2 separate regions of the Xenopus tropicalis genome follow, and region 1 is linked to region 2. The links are chromatin contacts, called in public Hi-C maps. All regions are on one chromosome and are shown on one strand. Each heading gives the region's core, a stretch centred on a gene start, on an enhancer-like site or on the middle of the called end of the contact. The rest is flanking DNA. Distances are from core to core; before and after follow the strand shown. Region 1 holds the start of mob3b (MOB kinase activator 3B). Region 2 overlaps mob3b (MOB kinase activator 3B).

Region 1 (5,820 bases), core at 2,487-4,986, 54 kb after region 2:
ACAGCAGGAGCACCACTTACAATAGTAAGAACATGAGTGTATGTTTATTCCTGACAAATATTTGCAAGGGTTACCAAGATTTTACGTATTTTAAAGAGTCTTTGTACTTTTGGCCTTGCCCACTTAACTCTTATCTGCACAGTGCTAGTAGCCAACATGAACAGTGGCCATGTTCACTAATTACCAGCATGTCTGGAGTTTAAACAGGCAGCAGCAGTCTAAGACATATATTTATAAAAAAAAAAAAAAACCTGCGAATTCCAGGTTCCCACTCAACATGTTCCTACAAAGCTACATTTTCAGTAGCCATTTAATAATGGTTCAGGTTTCGCATAGTTGCTGGATGAATGTGCTAAAAAATAAAAACTGCATGTGTTGGAAACTGAATGTTATGGATTGTGTTTTTACAAATGCTCGAGGCTAAGGCAGAGATATATTCCAGCACAGGCTGAAATACAGAATTCACTTTCGTTTTACAGTTCCATGTACTGACTTTATTAGGAGGATATAAATGAAGAAGGCTCATTTATTCGCATAGCTGATCAACTGTACAAGTGTAGTTGCTGGTAGCAACCAATCATCAATTAACAATGAAGAGTTTACTTTAGGCTAATACCACACGTAATGTATGGAGCGTATTTTCGGCAAGCTGAAAAACGCTTGCCGAGAATACGCTCCACCTGTGCCTGCACCTGAATGAATGAAATACGCTTGGGTGCAGGCACATGGAGCCGATATCCACCGAAAATATGAAGTTTGGCAGATATCGGCTACATGTTCCTGTACCCGAGTGTATTCCATTCATTCGGGTGCAGGGACAAGGTAGGCTGAATTTACAGTAGCGGGGCGTATCCTTGGCAAGCGTTTTTTGGCTTGCCAAGAATACGCCCGTGTGGCATTAGCCTTAAGTTAGATAATAAAGGCAGAGATCTGAGTGGAGACTACGGCTAATGCCACACGGAACGTATTCTCAGCAAGCCGAAAAAGCTTGCCGAGGATACACTCCAATGCTTGAAAATCCTCTTACCTGTAATTTACTTAGTAGTTTACTTTATCCTGTCAAAAACAATTTACCATGTGAAGCTTTTCCTGGGGGGGGGGGGGGGGGGGCATGTTTGGTGTATCCAGAGAGGCAAAAGGATGTGGTTAAGCATTTGCCAGTCAGGGTTTATTGGGTACTGGTTGGGTGCAGGTCTGCAAAAACAGATCGAAGAAGGTCTCTAATTTGTGAGCAATTTGCAAACATTATGGGGCAATCTCCTTTTACAAGCATGAAGAATGAGGTTTCCCTGTAATGTTTGTTTCATGAAAAACCAAACTTATTTTGGGGTTTATGGGATTCATATCAGGGGAAACTTAAGCACTGTTAAAATTAAGCTAACAGTGGGAAAGTTCATTTTATATATCCGGCAGTGAGTTTCACACACTAGTAATTAAATGGAACTTATTAATGGATACATAAACTTATGCCACTGCCACCATTTCTTATAAGTTTATCTGCTGTATGAAAGTTTTTATGACATCCAGTGTTGACATAGAAAAATTCCTACAGGTGTAAAAATATATGTAGCTTTTAAGCAGTGGTTCACCTTTAAAGGACATGTAATCCACATACACAAAAATTTAATCAGAGAACAGCCTCTTTGGCATCTTTCAATACCTGCCACACGGGTTGTCCAGAGGTTAACAGTAAGCCTGCAACATCTATAATCACTTCCTTCTCTCCTCCTTCTCCTCCTGCAACCCACTCAGCCCCCTCCCTCAGGAATTTGCTTTGACTTCTGGCTTTTGGGCATGCTCAGCTGTTCTAAGCTCAGATTACTTAACACGTCCTCCAGTCAAGCAGCCAATGAAGTGATGGCATTGCTGGTTCCCATAGAAACTCAGCTCTAGCTGTCAGCTTCAATTTTTTTCTCCTAACCTCCTCTCCTGAGTTTAGCTCAAACAAAGCAGAACTTTTATCAAAGACAGTTGTGTCTGTGTGAGGCTGCATACTTGATAAAATGTACACTGAATAAGGGTTTATGCATGTAAGTTGTTTGCATATTTAAATGTATCTGATTATGTATCAGAGGAAAAATGGCCACCAGGTGAAAGCTGCTATTTACTTTAGGAAAATATGATGGTGCTGGCAAGAGGAGGGGCTATATGCAGTACAAATGATGCAGTTAACGTTTAGCATGTCAATTGATCTTGGTTTTTTATTTGCCTTCCTTTTATGACTCTTTATAGCTCTTGAATAGGGGTCACTGACCCCAGGCCAGTGCGGTTTTCTGCTAAGAGGAGCACCGGACCTGGGTATCAGGTAAGTGATTACTGGTGGGTGCCAGTAACATTTGGTTGTAATTTACACAGTTTACACATTCTCTCTGTCAATCCCTCCCACTAGCTGTTGGCCTTGGAAAGCTGGAAAAGCCAGATTTCAGTCTCATGTCCTTTGCAAGGGTGCTCCCTTGAAATGTGATAAGAACAGGTCTATTGCTTTGCTGCAAATCCTAAAGTAAAAAAATACATGACTTTATATTAAAGAGGATGTAAACTCAAAACCTTCTAACATAAATTGATTACAAATTAAAAAAGTATTTGAAGTTATGTGTAACTGCTATTAATGCCAGTATCTGTCCTTTTCTATTCTCTGCCTGTGCTTCTGACTTCAGAAACAATGTAGCAGATGGCAGGTAATTAACAGGCCTGTCAAGAAATATGCAAGGCATGGTGGGAAATGGAGTCTTGGCTAGATGAGAGCTGGTTTCTGCTACATTGTGCACAATCAGCAGTGCAGAAAGGGAAAGTAAAATTCAGCTTTCAATACAAATTACATTTATAAATAACTTAAAACCCACTTAAAAGGTTTAAGTTTTGTTGATTTTTGCATTACATATCTTTCATAAGGTAACGTTTTATTTTTGAGGTTACATCCCCTTTAATAAGAAACCTCATATTAATTTGTGGCTAACTCTGTTTATGCATTTGATATAGCGACAAAGATCTAGATGCAACTTGTAATATCCTGACACAAAACAATAAATGGATAAAGTAACAATATGTAGTGCAACCTGAAGAGCAACTTCCAACGCAGAAAGCAAATGTGCTGATTAAGCAGTACTGCAGCCACTCTCCATTCTCCCAGTACAGATGAGATAAAAACCAAGCCCATCTCCTCACTCCAGATGTCTCATGGACAAGCTGTGACCCCTCCACTCCCAAGCCCAGCTGAGCAATGACACAGCTCCCTAGTCCTGGCAGTAGTGCTGAGCTGCCTGTTCTCTCAGAGCAAGGACCACAGGGGTGCAACCATTTACTGGTGTGGGGGGCCTGAAACTTGGTATTTAGTATTGTTAAGTATCGCACAAGGGGCCCAAAATATTGCAGATAGGGCCCCATGGTAACAATGGCTTTCCAATGGTAGCCCCTGCCTCTCTGGTAGCCCACAAGCATTGCCATAAACTGAGCTTTATATAAAAAAGGTTTAGCCTGTAACTTTCAGGCAAGGATTCCCATCCCACGTGTGTGTGTTGGCACGATGTGCAGGAGAGGCACAGTGCTACTCCCCTCCCTGGTGCCAGCTTGCTGCTGCCTACACACAACTCCAATTGCTGCACAGACCCGCACAGTCCCTGTCAGTATGCGAATACACACGTCCCAGTGGCCCAAACCGCATCTGCACTTTGTGAAACTTTCCCAGTCCTGTGCCAAACTGTCTGCCCTCCGTCATTACCTGCCGTCCGGGAATCCCGCTCTCCCACAGTGCGACGCCAGCGATTCTTTCTGCCTCACAAACCGACAGCCAGAAGTAGCGCAGCTCAGTGTTACGACTGGGGGCAGGAGACAAGTCCGGCACAGGATCCTGTGTGAGCAGCTCCAGCATGAGCAGCCACTGGGAATTTCCTACACACATCACACAGAGCAGGCAGCCTTGCTTGGGATAGGCCGGGCTCCCCCTGCTGGTAACTCTCACTTTTGCAAACCCTCTGGTAATAAAGGAACAGATGCCAGACAGACTGTGTGACTAACCCCTACACTCCCGGAGAGCTTCAAATCCACTTCAGAACTGTCCTTCCCCAAGCTTTATGCTGAGTTGGGATCACCAGGGGCTAGAATATTATATAAATACGTTTCTTTAAGCTTTTTGGAAAACCACTTTCCATATCGGCAATGTTAGTTATTTCTAGTAACACAACTTAGACTTTTAATTCACTAGTCATTTTTTCTGTGTATTGCAAGACTCCAATAATACCTGTTGCAAGTGTAAACTGTACCATAGACAGTAATGCTACTGAAATATTTTAATTTCCATGCAAATCCGTGAACACCAGTGCACCTTCCAGGCTTCACATCCAATATTATATACAAACAGTCCAGAGGCCTAAAAGGAAAACTGTACCCCAAAACAATGTACATCGCTATAAAAATAAATCGTATAAAACAGCTCAAACACAAACACACAAGCACAAAACTCTGCTTCATTTAAACAAACCATTTTTATAAAAATCTACTTTTTTAGTAATGCCATTGGCTGATCCTAAATCGAATTTTGCCATTTTAGGCTGATGCCACACGTGGCGTTTTTACGCTGCGTATTTTCTAATTCTCTCGGCGGCTGAAAAACGCACGATATCATCATCCATAGAAATAACTTGAAAAGACTCGAAGGAAACCACACAATGCGTAAATACGCTAGAAAACGCCTTACCACGGATTTTTCAAGCGTTTGCCGAAATACACCGTTATTTGCACAGCAACCTATTCCTATGTATACACAAAGGCAGCTGCCAGACCTAGCGGAAATACGCAGCGTTTTTTACTATTTCGCACTATTAGCACCATGGGAAACAGGATTTGCTACGTCACCAGTACTAGGCTGAAAAACACCATAGTCAGGGGCTGTGTGGCTTGTGCAGCGTTTTTAGGCTGAGAAAATACGCCGCGTAAAAAACGCCACGCATGGCATCAGCCTTAAGTACTAAGGGCTGCTCCCTGGGGTCATAAGAATCACGGCGCACACAAGCAAACCAAGGACACGCATACATGTTAGGTTACATGCTCAAGCGCGACAGCGATCTCTTAAACTTCCATATGGAGCAGTGGGGAGAGGTCCCCATTGCTCCATATGGGAGCAAAATTTCTGTGCGGTAAGGCGGCATGCCGCCCTGGGCCCAGGCCTTGTGGCCTTGCCACAAATCCAGGCCTGCACATTAGCCAACAAATGGCCATGGTTCTGTTTTTTACTACCACACCTGTTACAGTTAGAGCTGCATTTCTCAGGGTATGTGTATATGCATTTGTGCTGCAGAACATTTAAATGTGCAGTCACTGCAACTGCAGAAACTATAAGACCAAGCAGCACATGTGTTAGAGATACAAAAATGGAATCAGATGCATGTACCCGTGTCTGATATTCACACCAGCTTATATGATGCGGTTAGCTGTGTGTGTAACTCAGTGTATATAGGCAGTGTGCCAGCTACACATTGTATGTACTTTCCACCACAGCAAACCCTGAAATGCTTGTCTGTGCATGTTGTTAATCAGTGCATTTGTTATTTAACAATCAATATTGGACAGAGCTTGAAAGAAGTTGTTTCAGTTGAGGGGTAGAGAATTATTGTGCAATCTGCCAGGGACCTGTTGAACGCATAGTTCATGAGTTATAATCAAATGTATGTGATTGTGTAACAGACATGTAAATACTAACTATGGTCTCATCCAAAAAGTAGTATTTGGTTTAGTTGTGCTTGTTGCCACTATTCTGTTATTGCTACTGTGCACTTCTCCTAATACACATGTATAGCATGCTTACATGGGTCCAGTTGTCATTAT
Region 2 (5,967 bases), core at 1,598-4,097:
TGGGGGGGAGGGGCTGGCATTGGGTGAGTGGTGGTTGGGGTCTCTGAGGGGGTGTGGGGGGCCCTGGGGTAGCAGCCCTAGTGGGCCTCACACACCTCTGTCTGACCCTGGGGACATGTTCTGTAAGAAGGCGAGTCAATGACTTTGGGGGTAGGGTCATGACATCAGCAGCACATCAAGTAAATATAGTGAGTAGCATGGGGTAGAGGGGTGAGCTGCGAGAGGGAACCATTGGCAGGCGGGGTGGATCGGAGGCGGATCAGAGGTGGGTCAGGGTCAGAGAACTAGTTATTACAAGTACATTGCTAGTAAATTTGAAATACAGGCACCAACCCAGGCTGGTATTTTACTGGCTAGGCCGGTAATACCAGCTGGGTGGCAACCCTACTTATAGCAGGGGGTACATATATATATATCTTAAAAATGAGTGGGTGCGCATGCAAAGTAACCCTCTACTGAAAGTCCTCTAGCAGCCTGTAAAATCATGTGTGCGCACGCGCGGGCGGAAGTGATGCGAAACACATGGGCACGTCCTATCAGGAGCTGTAATGGTTGCCACAAGCAAGTTTTACCTGCACCTTACTTTTTTCAAGGGACAGGTGGGAGGGGCCCAGTGACCCCTGTAAACACTACAGTTGCTTTTTACTTTTTATATGATGTCACACATAGTACTGGCTGTAAACTTAACTCTTATTGGCTGTGTCTCCTGCAAATCTAACGTAACAGTATGATTTGTTATATGCTGAGTCTGTTTGCCTATCCCATTGTAAGGAAGAAATTAAACCACAACTGTTTCAAGTTATACAACTCGAATGCACAAGCAACCAATGAACTGGTCCAATAGGAAAAAGGTAAGGGCAAAGCCTGGACATGATGATGTAAGCATATAGGAAGTTCTCAGTGCGTCAGGTTCAAAATAGGCCACTCCCATTCCTTCAGAAAACAGGCCAGGCAGACAGAAGAAGGACTGATTTAACACGTATAAAGTAGCTTTTACAGTGGCCCTTTTACTTTTTTATTTTTTTTTCTAACGCTGAGAGCATTGGCAGGTTATTTAAAGTTTGAACACATTTCTGGGGTCTTGTTTTATGTGTTATTACAATTTTGCTAATGCAGGTGAAATTGCCCTTTAAGCTGCAAGTCTCAGTTCCCCCAAGAGACCTGTTTAGCTTATTAGTTACAACTGTATCTAAGTGCAGGTGTGGCTTGTTAACTTTCTAGGCTCTCTGCCAAAAAACCACTTATTTAATTAAGTCTGAGAAACATTGTATATAAGTGGTATACAGGTATACAGTAACTTGTTAAGATTTCTGGGCTCTCTGCCAAAAGCTACTTTTTAATTGAGTTTGTATCTTTTTTAGCTTCAGTGTAGGAGATTAAAGAGCAATGAGGGACTTTTCAGTAAGAATCCGGGACTGCGGGCTGAGCTGTTAAAAGAAGGACTGTCCTGCGAAAATTGGGACAGTTGGGAGGCATGCTTTAACGCCCCATATATTTTGAGAATGGGTGAGTGCAGAGGGCCTCTATAAGTCTGAAATTTTGTTTTTAAAATTGGGCCCCTATCTACATATTGGCCACCGGTGATCAGTGGACTAATAGCCTGGGTCCCGTGAGAGGCACTGTCCTCCTCTAACTAGGCAGTATTACTAATGGTGGCCCTGAACACAAGACCCAGTAAGTTATACAGTGCATCACACAAGCAGCATTACTAAGAACCAATTATTCCTCCCATAATACACTAATACAGTACAAATTCCTGCACCAGATATATTAAATGCCAAAAAATTGCTTGTATTTGGCAGGAAAGAGAACAGCAACTGCTATACAAGTCAGGCAGATTTTCTCCACATGACTTGACTATGTCCCCCAATTCAGCACTTTTGGACATCTATCACATCATACTTCTCCAAACACCATACCCTCCCTCCCTTTGTCCCCACATTGCTGTCTACTTGGTGTTTTTTTATAAAGCCATTATGGACCAATTCCAGAGTCCACTTGCCAGATATTTATTTTATTATGCAAAAAGATGTATCATTGTGTGGTGGATGGGCTCTAAAATACCCACAAAGAGGATGTGGCTAAAAGAGTAATTAAAATCACTCACTTAAGGGATACCACAGCAAATTTGACAAAATATGGAAACCTTGGACTGATTATATCAGATGGATACAATCTGATGGCTACATAAAATGTGAAATATGTACAATGCAAAGTGATTTAATTGTGGTTTAACAAGCATTGACCCATATAGAGCTCCCAGGCAGGGAAACCCTCCCCCTCCTCCTTAGTACTTGAAAACCAATAAAAATAAACATAAAAAAGCAACCAATTATAACTGGTGACATAAGCAAGTACTTATAATATGGATATTGTTTCCAGGTTATTTGTGGCTTATGTATTAGCTGTGAATCATGTATTTTATATGCACAAATCTACAGTTTTAGTCTGATTAAAGGGAAATAACACCCAAACTTATAGCGAAGTACAAAATAATGTTGCCCTGCACTGGCAAACCTGGTGTGTTTGCTTTAAAAACACTACAATTGTTTATATAAATACCCTGCTGTGTAGCCATGGGGGAAAAGGCACAGGTTACTTAGTAGATTACAGATAAGCTCTGTGAAATACAATGGGTTTAGTTCTTAAACAAGAATATAAACTAGTGTCAATTGCCATTCATGGCTCAAGCAGGACATTTATTATAGATACAAACTTCAAATGTAAAAAATGTACTTTTTGATGATGGTCCTTTAAGCCGATACAAACAAAGTCAGGCATGGGGGGAGTTGTTATGGCAGGTGGTGCTATTGTTAAGCTGCACACTCCTCCTCTGCAGCCTAGTGAGATCTTTGTGGCACCCCATGGTTTAAAGCTGTTGTTCTGCAAATGTAAGCAAGCGAGGCCTCTATTTATTTTAATCACTGGCCTCATTTTTTTCAGTAACTTCTCTCATACAGTGCTGCCTGGGAAGCCATCTGGCATGGGGGTCTCTCTTCCCCTGAATTCAGATCATTTCTGATAATGTAGAAAAACATGCCAGGACTGGATGCTGGACTCTCACAGCGCTCCCCATTTAGCAGTTTTAGGGGTTTCTCCAACTATTGCAGGGGCAAATTTAGGATGTTAGAAAGGGGATGTAGTGTGTTCCAGTTCCAAGTTTAGGATATGTTTGATAAGAGATGTAGTGTGTTCCAGTTCCAAGTTTAGGATATGTTTGATAAGAGATGTAGTGTGTTCCAGTTCCGAGTTTAGGATATGTTTGATAAGAGATGTAGTGTGTTCCAGTTCCGAGTTTAGGATATGTTTGATTAGAGATGTAGTGTGTTCCAGTTCCAAGTTTAGGATATGTTTGATTAGAGATGTAGTGTGTTCCAGTTCCAAGTTTAGGATATGTTTGATAAGAGATGTAGTGTGTTCCAGTTCCGAGTTTAGGATATGTTTGATAAGAGATGCAGTGTGTTCCAGTTCCAAGTTTAGGATATGTTTGATAAGAGATGCAGTGTGTTCCAGTTCCGAGTTTAGGATATGTTTGATAAGAGATGCAGTGTGTTCCAGTTCCAAGTTTAGGATATGTTTGATAAGAGATGCAGTGTGTTCCAGTTCCGAGTTTAGGATATGTTTGATAAGAGATGTAGTGTGTTCTAGTCAGAGGAGCCAAGATTAAAAATCAGATTAAGGAGTGATTGTGAGCTGTATACAATGTGTCACAGGCATTGTCTAATGGCAGAATGCAAGGGTCAAACAACATTCAGAATAGAGACAGTTTTGTATTATCCTGGCATGTTACAAGCTAAAGTAATCATATATCTCACAGGAATGACACCTTTGCGAATTTAGAAAGAGCAACAACAGCCTTGAGCAAAACCGTGCCCATTGCTTTAATCCACACAGCAGTCCTAAAACATTAAACATTCCCTACCTCAAAGTGTCCCTCAATAACTCCATGCTCTGAAGTCAATTCCCTGTGTTGTGCAGATTGTAAGTGGTTACTTACAATTGTTATGCTCCCTGGACTGATAGGTACTAAGTGTGCTTATGCAAGGATCAAACGCCAGCATGCACTACGGCTGTTACCATATTTTAAGGGGGGATTAGTGATATTTAGTGGGGCTTGATCACAATATGGTGTCCATAAAATTGGTAAGACTCAATTTACTGCTTGCTATGTCTCTTCTGAAACACATCAGGTGATGTTAAACCTGACCTTTTTTTTCCCTTCTCTGCTGTTTTCATTTTTGGATGCGCAGCTTTCCTTCTACATTACCAAAAACCAAGATTGTATGTTTAAAGCAATATTGCTTATTGAACTTGCCCACCTCACCAGGTCCCGTGGCTTTATTAAAATACAGAAAAATCCTCCGTTTTTCATTCTTGCTACTGAACTGGACATCATAAAGACAGAATAACACAGTAATCTCCATATGTAAGATAACAGCAAGATGACTGACATAGAGCTGGTAAGCATTGTTTTATTTGGAGAATTATCTTGCACCTGTAATGAGCCGCTCAGCAGCATTCTCATTGGTAAACTTCCTTGCATCTGTAATCAAGTTTATGGTCATCTCCATCAGACAAGTAGGAGGTGCAGTGGGACAGTTTTATGGGTGATTTATAACCCATTTAAGCGGTATGTAGGCTCCTGACCTGATTGCTCTAATTCTTGTTCAAGGGCTTCTTTAACGAAAAGTTATGTTTATTGCTTGAAAACAAATTGCTGAGGACAAATCACAGGCAGATGTTTCATTCACAAATCAATTCCATCTTCATAAATGATGTGGCAGGGACTATCCTTTGATCTTAGAAATCCGAGGAATGAAGAACAGGCAAAACATTCTAAATCAGTGCTGACCATTTGCAGTCTTGAACAGAAGGAAGACAAAAAAATCTGCAGACCATCCCTTGAGAAAAGCTGGAAAGCAGTGAAGCTGAATGGGACGGGCCCCACACTGCCCAAATCTGCGCAGAACATAAAAGTAGGGAGGGAGAGAAAACAGGATCTGGAAAAGATATTTTCTCTGGCATAATGGTGTCAATAATTAGAAAGAATGTTCTTTTCCACCAGTCACTTCTTTACTAACATTAGCAGAGATGGCGCTATGTGTCATATCTACCATATGCAAACAAGCTGATCATTTGAGGAGAATAGGAAAACTTACAATCACTATAAAGAGGCAACGCTTGCACCAGCACACTCAATGCATATCATTAAAAGAAATCTGCAGCCTACAGTCTGATTTGTTACAGTAAAATGAATGGGTTGAGTGACACAATATGATTCCCAGGATGCACAAGCAAATATGTGCATTCAGCAATAAGGTACGCACCTCCCTTTTAGACATAAAATACATCTTTCCTCTCTATTTATTCCTATCCACCAATAACTCTGGAAACAGCATTTCGCACACCCATACTTCTCAGGAGCTAGAATTCCCACTTCCCATCTTAGTATTTATGTCGTTTTTCCGCAGAGATCCAGGAGTTTGAGTATGGAATAATGTCCACAACTGTGCCACCGCACAACCAACTTATGGCTGCAATTATGCTGAAATTGTGTTGAAAAGTGCTGCATTGTGGGTAGAAAAAATGGAGACTTGGTCCTTAAATTGCACTTTGGACACTTCACTTGAATGAGCCTTTATATATTGCAGTGAGTGAACTGTGTGCAACAGGGAAGTGGCATGTAGACTGGCAATCATTAGCCAGGGCATGGCCGGTTAACAACAGAAAAGTTTTGTTAAATGGAATTGCTACAATGTAATTATATGAAGCAAGGCAACTGTGGGCCTGAACAAGTCAAATTTATTAGCATGTATTTCATTTTTTATTCCCCAGATATCTATTGTTGTAAAGAATAAATGCAGCACAGTTACTGCAGTATAATGAGCTGGTGTTGGCACTTACTGTTTGGCACAGCCAGCGCTCTCATTTATGCAACTTGTCTCTGTATTAGAGTTTTTCTGAATA

What was found. Hi-C and Micro-C count contacts between places; a contact is called where the count stands out from the background.
Region 1: a Hi-C map of neurula embryo shows a contact between it and region 2, with 2.2 times the contacts expected there. The contact joins the promoter of mob3b here to the enhancer-like site in region 2. A contact is called at or near these places in 3 of 5 Hi-C or Micro-C datasets (brain, liver and neurula embryo).

Annotation. Positions count from the first base shown.
Region 1 is chr1:122,436,828-122,442,647 of UCB_Xtro_10.0, forward strand. mob3b (MOB kinase activator 3B) reads right to left here and starts at 3,737. Exons shown (of 5, transcript NM_001016616.2): 1 at 3,719-3,737.
Region 2 is chr1:122,384,029-122,389,995 of UCB_Xtro_10.0, forward strand. The region is part of intron 4 of mob3b (MOB kinase activator 3B); the gene reads right to left. Among named protein-coding and RNA genes, the nearest start is that of mob3b, 54 kb to the right of the region's middle. Within about 2 kb of position 2,848, at least 3 of the 11 cell types and tissues checked have an H3K27ac peak or open chromatin away from gene starts, as enhancers often do. A contact at or near this core is called in neurula embryo, where this site is marked.